2 separate regions of the Macaca mulatta genome follow, and region 1 is linked to region 2. Evidence: chromatin contacts called from public Hi-C data. All regions are on one chromosome and are shown on one strand. The core of a region is the stretch at or near the end of the contact, and the rest is flanking DNA. Distances in the headings are between cores, read along the strand shown.

The links. Hi-C and Micro-C count contacts between places; a contact is called where the count stands out from the background.
Region 1: a Hi-C map of fetal cortex germinal zone shows a contact between it and region 2, with 2.2 times the contacts expected there. The contact joins the promoter of NEIL1 here to the promoter of PPCDC in region 2. A contact is called at or near these places in 2 of 14 Hi-C or Micro-C datasets (fetal cortex germinal zone and fetal cortical plate).

The regions. Positions count from the first base shown.
Region 1 is chr7:53,388,016-53,390,715 of T2T-MMU8v2.0, forward strand. It overlaps NEIL1 (nei like DNA glycosylase 1), which reads left to right and starts at 1,351. Exons shown (of 11, transcript XM_077939948.1): 1 at 1,351-1,783.
Region 2 is chr7:52,975,927-52,978,626 of T2T-MMU8v2.0, forward strand. It overlaps PPCDC (phosphopantothenoylcysteine decarboxylase), which reads left to right and starts at 1,426. Exons shown (of 3, transcript XM_077939966.1): 1 at 1,426-1,677. The coding sequence starts at 1,441. It also overlaps the pseudogene LOC144329996.

The DNA.
Region 1 (2,700 bases), core at 101-2,600, 410 kb after region 2:
TTCTAAAAAATGTTCAACTAGCCACAGTTGGGCAAGAAGAAACAAAAATGAAAACCGGAAATAAACAAAGTGATAAAAAAAAATCACAAGGAGACTAGCCTGAGCAACATGGAAAAACCCCATCTCTACAAAAAAAACCCAAAAATTAGTCAGGTGTGGTGGTATGCACCATTGTCCCAGCTACTCAGGACGCTGAGATTGGAGGATCACCTGAGCCCAGGAGTTCGAGGTTGCAGTGAACAATGATCACACCACTGCACTCCAGCCTTGAGTGACAGAGTGAGACTCTGTCTCAAAAAAATAAAAAATAAAAAAGAGCTTATCCTGTCTTTTTAGTCAGGATAACCAAATAGCCTTGGTCAATGAGGTAAAGCTATACTTGACAGATGGATTCTATCAAATATATTAAGAATGACAATTAGAAAATCACTTTCAGGCTGGACACGGTGGCTCACGCCTGTAGTCCCAACACTCTGGGAGGCCAAGGCGGGTGGATCGCTTGAGGTCAAGAGTTCGAGACCAGTCTTGGCAACGTGGTAAAACCCTGTCTCTACTAAAATATACAAAAAATTAGGCATGGTGGCTCCCGCCTGTAATCCTAGCTACTGGGAGGTCGAGGCTGCAGTGAGCCAAGATTGCGTCATTGTACTCCAGCCTGGGTGACAGAGTGAGACCTGTCTCAACAACAACAAAAACCTAAATATTTTATTTTCTTTTGAGACAGGATCTCAAAGCGAATTTTTGTATTTTTAGTAAAGACGGGGTTTCACCATGTTGGCCAGGCTGGTTTTGAACTCCTGGCCTCAAGTGATTCACCCCCCTTCGGCCTCCCATAGTGTTGGGATTACAGGCGTCAGCCACTGCGCCTGGCCAAAACCCCAAAACTTTATATTCATTGAATATCTACTACCCATTTCCTCCTTCCCGGCAGCTCCTGGCAACCACCATTCTACTTGCCGTTTCCATGTGTTTATTTAGATACCTCATAAAAGTGGAACCATGAGGTATTTGTCTTTCTGGGTGTTTTTCCTTGTTTGTTTGTTTTATGAGACGGAGTCTCGCTCTGGCGCTAGGCTGGAGTGCAGTGGCACGATCTCGGCTCACTGCAACCTCCGCCTCCCAGGTTCAAGCAATTCTCCTGCCTCAGCCTCCCAAGTGTCTGGGACTACAGGCGCCCACCACCACACCCGGATAAGCTGGACCTGACCTGGGTCCTGTTTGCTTCTCTATCTTCACCTCCCATCACTACCCGCAGCTACACTCCAGCTACACAGGACTTCTTTGAGCTCTTTCAGTGACCAATCTCTTTCTCGCCGCAGGGCTTTTTCACTTTTTCCTTCCGCCCAACATGTCGGGTTTCTTCCTTTTTGCGGGCTGGTGCCTTCTGATTTCAGAGACTCTCTCCAACACAACCATCTGAAATGGGTCTGCCTCCCCGCCTTTTTTGTTGTTGTTGTTGCTTGGCTGCACTTCTGACCGGGCCGGCAGTGATGATGTTTGTTTATGAGTTAGGTCTGACTGTTCGTTGGTGCTTAGGGTCCCCACCGAGTCCCTAGGGCATGCGCGTACCGCGCACCTGTGCACGCCCTGCGCGCACCTGCGAGCGACTCCGCTCTGGCTCGTCGCTGCTGTTTCCTCCTGGGGGTGCCGACCCTGTCCCAGGCTAGCTGGGTGACTTCCCCCAACCGCAGAGACAGCGGCGACCCGGGGCCTGAGACCTGCGCCCGCATCCCGCCGGCGCCAGGCAGTGGGAAGTCAGGTTCCTCCGCCACCTCCCAGCCAGGTAACTGCCCCGAAGCCTGCCCCACAGCCCGGAAGCCCCCCGTCCACCAGCTCGGGGACCCCACCCCGAGGACTCGCTACCGCCTCCCTGAAGGACTACACCTCCCAGCGGCTCCCAGCGCGCTCCTGGGCGCCGCCCGTCCTGGCCGTAACCCTTTAGTGGCTGCAGTGGCGAGGAGGGGAATGGAGTGCGGGTTCCCGGGGAGGGGGCGTGTAGGATCCGGGTGCGGGAGGTGCGCTATAGGGCTAAGAAGAGGATGGGCTTTGGGGGGCCCTGAGGAGGAGGGGAGTCAGGACTAACCGAGGACAGGGTTGCAGCGGGGGCATGGGGAGGGCGGGCCCTAGAGCGCCGCTCCTCCCCCAAACTAGGATTTGGAGCCTCACGTTCTCCCAGAAAACGAACCTGTGGGTGCCAGGCCAGGGGCGGCGCTCAGGTGCGGAGGGGGCAAGGTACGGGCGTCTGCCGTCGCTAAGTGCCCCCTTCCACTTGAGGCACACCTTCGCCTCCGATCCCAAACCGCCCGGGGACAGAGGCAAGTGGCAAAGCGGGGAGGGCGAAGGTGAGGAGTGGGTACCCCCACCCCAGGGACCAGGCGCTGCCGCGGGCCCTTTGCCTCCCCCCGGCCCGGGGCCGGAGCTCGGGGAGCCCTTCCTGCTGCCCCCCGTCCTCCTGCGGAGCCATGGGGTCGGCTCCAGCGCACGGCAGCAGACCCCTCGCCTCGTCCTAGCCCCTGCCCTGACCCGGGGGCGGCCGCGGGGGTGTCCGGCCCGTGAGGCAGGCCCGGGGGCTCGCTGCGGCCTAGCGGCCGATCCCGCTGCTCCCTTGCGCCAGGCCGAGCTGCGCTTTTTCCCTCGGTGGTGCGCGTCCTAAGTGGGTGGGGTGGGGGGCGCAGGGAGGGGCGGCCACGCTACTCTAAG
Region 2 (2,700 bases), core at 176-2,675:
CTGGGAGACAGAGCAAGACTCCATCTCAAAAAAAAAAAAAAAAAAAAAAAAAAAAAAAAGCAGGCTGGATCCCTGGGTAAGGGATGGTTTGGCCCAGATGGTCCATTGCAGCCAAGGGCAGGGGTAGAGCAGAGGCCCCACCTCAGCTCAGGGCAGGGAACCCACAGCTGCTTTAGCCACCTCAATGAATACAGAGGTTTCTGGGGCCTGTGAAGGCTAAAAAATGAAAGGGGCAGGGAAGCATGCCCAATGTGCATTCTCCTGCTGCCTTCCCTTTGCCCATTCGATGCCCTCCACCTGGATTGCTGTTGGGATCCTGTATCTAAGCTCCTGGCTGTCCTTCAAGATTCATCTCAAGTCACTCCTTCAAGAAGGCTTTCCTGCCTGGAGGTGTTGCTTCCTCATGGAGGATCTTACCCTGTCATTTTCTGTGTCCCTGTTTGTGTCAAGAACAGGGACGCATCTGATTTATCCTGTATCCTGTGTGTATCCTGTGCACCTAAAATAGAAGAACCTTGGTAAATATTCAGCATTAAGTGCCCCGAGCCCTCTTTTACTAAGGACCTGCCAACATGGGCCCCATTCACACTAACACCGTGAAGATGGCCCTTTTCTATATTCCGTCATAAAAAAGTACTACACGCACCCGGGCAGCAACTTCCACACAAACAAGCACATGTGAAAGGAGATCACCATTATTTCCAGCAAAAAGCTCCCCAGGCCTGGGTGCGGTGGCTTACTCCTGTAATCCCAGCATTTTGGGAGGCCAAGGTGGGCAGATTGCTTGAGCCTAGAAGTTTGAGACCAGCCTTGGCAATAGAGTGAGAACCCGTCTCTACAAAAAATACAAACACTAGTCTGGCATGATGGTGCACTCCTGTAGTCCCGGCTACTCAATAGGCTGAGATAGGAGGATGGCTTGAGCCCGAAAGGTGGAGGTTACAGTGAGCGGAGATAGCACCACTGCACTCCAGTCTGGGTGACAGAGCCAGTCCCTGTCTCAAAAAGGAAAAAAAAAAAAAGCTCCCCAACAAGATAGCAGGCTAGAACATGCATGTGATGAAGGTGATATGAAGGGCTCAGTGAGAGGTATCTCCATCAAGTTGCAGGAGGAGAAGAGAGAAAGGAGAGGTGATCATGTTCCCGAGGTCTCAGGCCTGGATCAGGAGATCACTGAAGTATTAACAGATCCTGATATTAAGGAAATGCTGATGTTTTTGGACTTTGGCAGTCTGTCCAACCTGCAGGTCACTCAGCCGACAGTGGGGATGAATTTCAAAACGCCATGTAGAGCTGTTTGAATCTTTTCGGGATACTGTAATATATTCAATAAACCTGGGACAACAGCAAAAAAAAAAAAAAAAAAAAAAAAAAAAAGGCTCCAAGCAACGAGCAGTGTGTATGGGGCTGATAGGAGTGAGGAGAGGCGGTCGGACAGTTATGCCAGCCCCTATCGAGAGTCCCAGCAATACAAAGAACAGGAAGCCAGGGTTTGCTCCAGGATTTCCCCAGTGGACTATAACTCCTGGAAGACAGAGAAGTGGACTACAGCTCCCAGAAGGCTGCGCGACACACAGCCCCCACGGTGCTCTCGTGAGGCGTGACAGTCAGATTCCGCGGGAGGGCGGCAGAAATACCGCGATATTTGGGGTCGACCCCGAGACGCGCCTGGCGCGGGTGAGCAGTGGAACGGGGCCGGGAAGCTGGGTTCTCGCGGCGGCGCGGGAGGAGAGGTTCGGGGAGCTGTGTCTGCGAGCGTGGGTCCGTGGCTGTCTGTGTGTGTCCTCACTTTCCCCTCTGTGGCCATGAAGCTCTGCTTGCGACTGTGCGTGGGTAGACGGCTGTGCATGTGTGCGACCTCCGTTTCCCGGCTGTACGGGTGGGGCCGCCTGGAGCAGGAGGGACTCCAGAGCCCGGAGTGGAGGGTTTCCATCTGTGCACGTCCAGCCCAACTTTGTGCTGCTCTGCGATTATTTGTCCAGCGTCGTTTAATCTAGTTTAAATGATGGCCGTGTCAGCTCCTCACACTTAGCGTTTACTCGGGCTGCCCAAAATACAAAGTGTATTTTAAAAGTTGGTAAAATTAAAAAAGGAAAGCCATGGGATATTGGAAGTAGCCCTAGGCCTGCCAAAAAGTGCAGAATGCCGTTTAAAAATTAGGCCAAATCTTGTCGAAAAAGAACTTCCTGCTGTCCTTGAAGTATTTGGAAGCAGGTGCTAGATGGTGAGCCGGAGAGGTTCCCAGGTTGGGGAAGTGGTGGGTGTCTTGGACCAGGGGTTTCCATCTCTCTCACAGTGGCTGGAAAGTAGCAGTACGCAATCACTGCCTTTCTAGTAGCCCACGTGTGTGAGTGTGTGTGTTAGATACATTCATCCCTCAGTATCCGCAGGGGATTGCTGTATACTTTTTTTTCTCATTCTGTGACCCAGGCTGGAGTGCAGTGGTGGGAACATAGCTCACCGCAGCCTCGACCTCTTGGGCTCAAGGGATTCTCTTGCCTCGGTCCCCTGTGTATCTGGAACCACAGGCATAAGCCACCACACCCGGCTAATTTTTATTTTATTTTACTTTTGTAGAGACAGGGTCTCACCATGTTGCTCAGGCTGGTCTCAAACTCCTGGCTCAAGCAATCCTCCTCCCTTGGCCTCTCAAAATGCTGGGATTACTGATGTGAGCCACCACATCAGCCTTCCCGTATA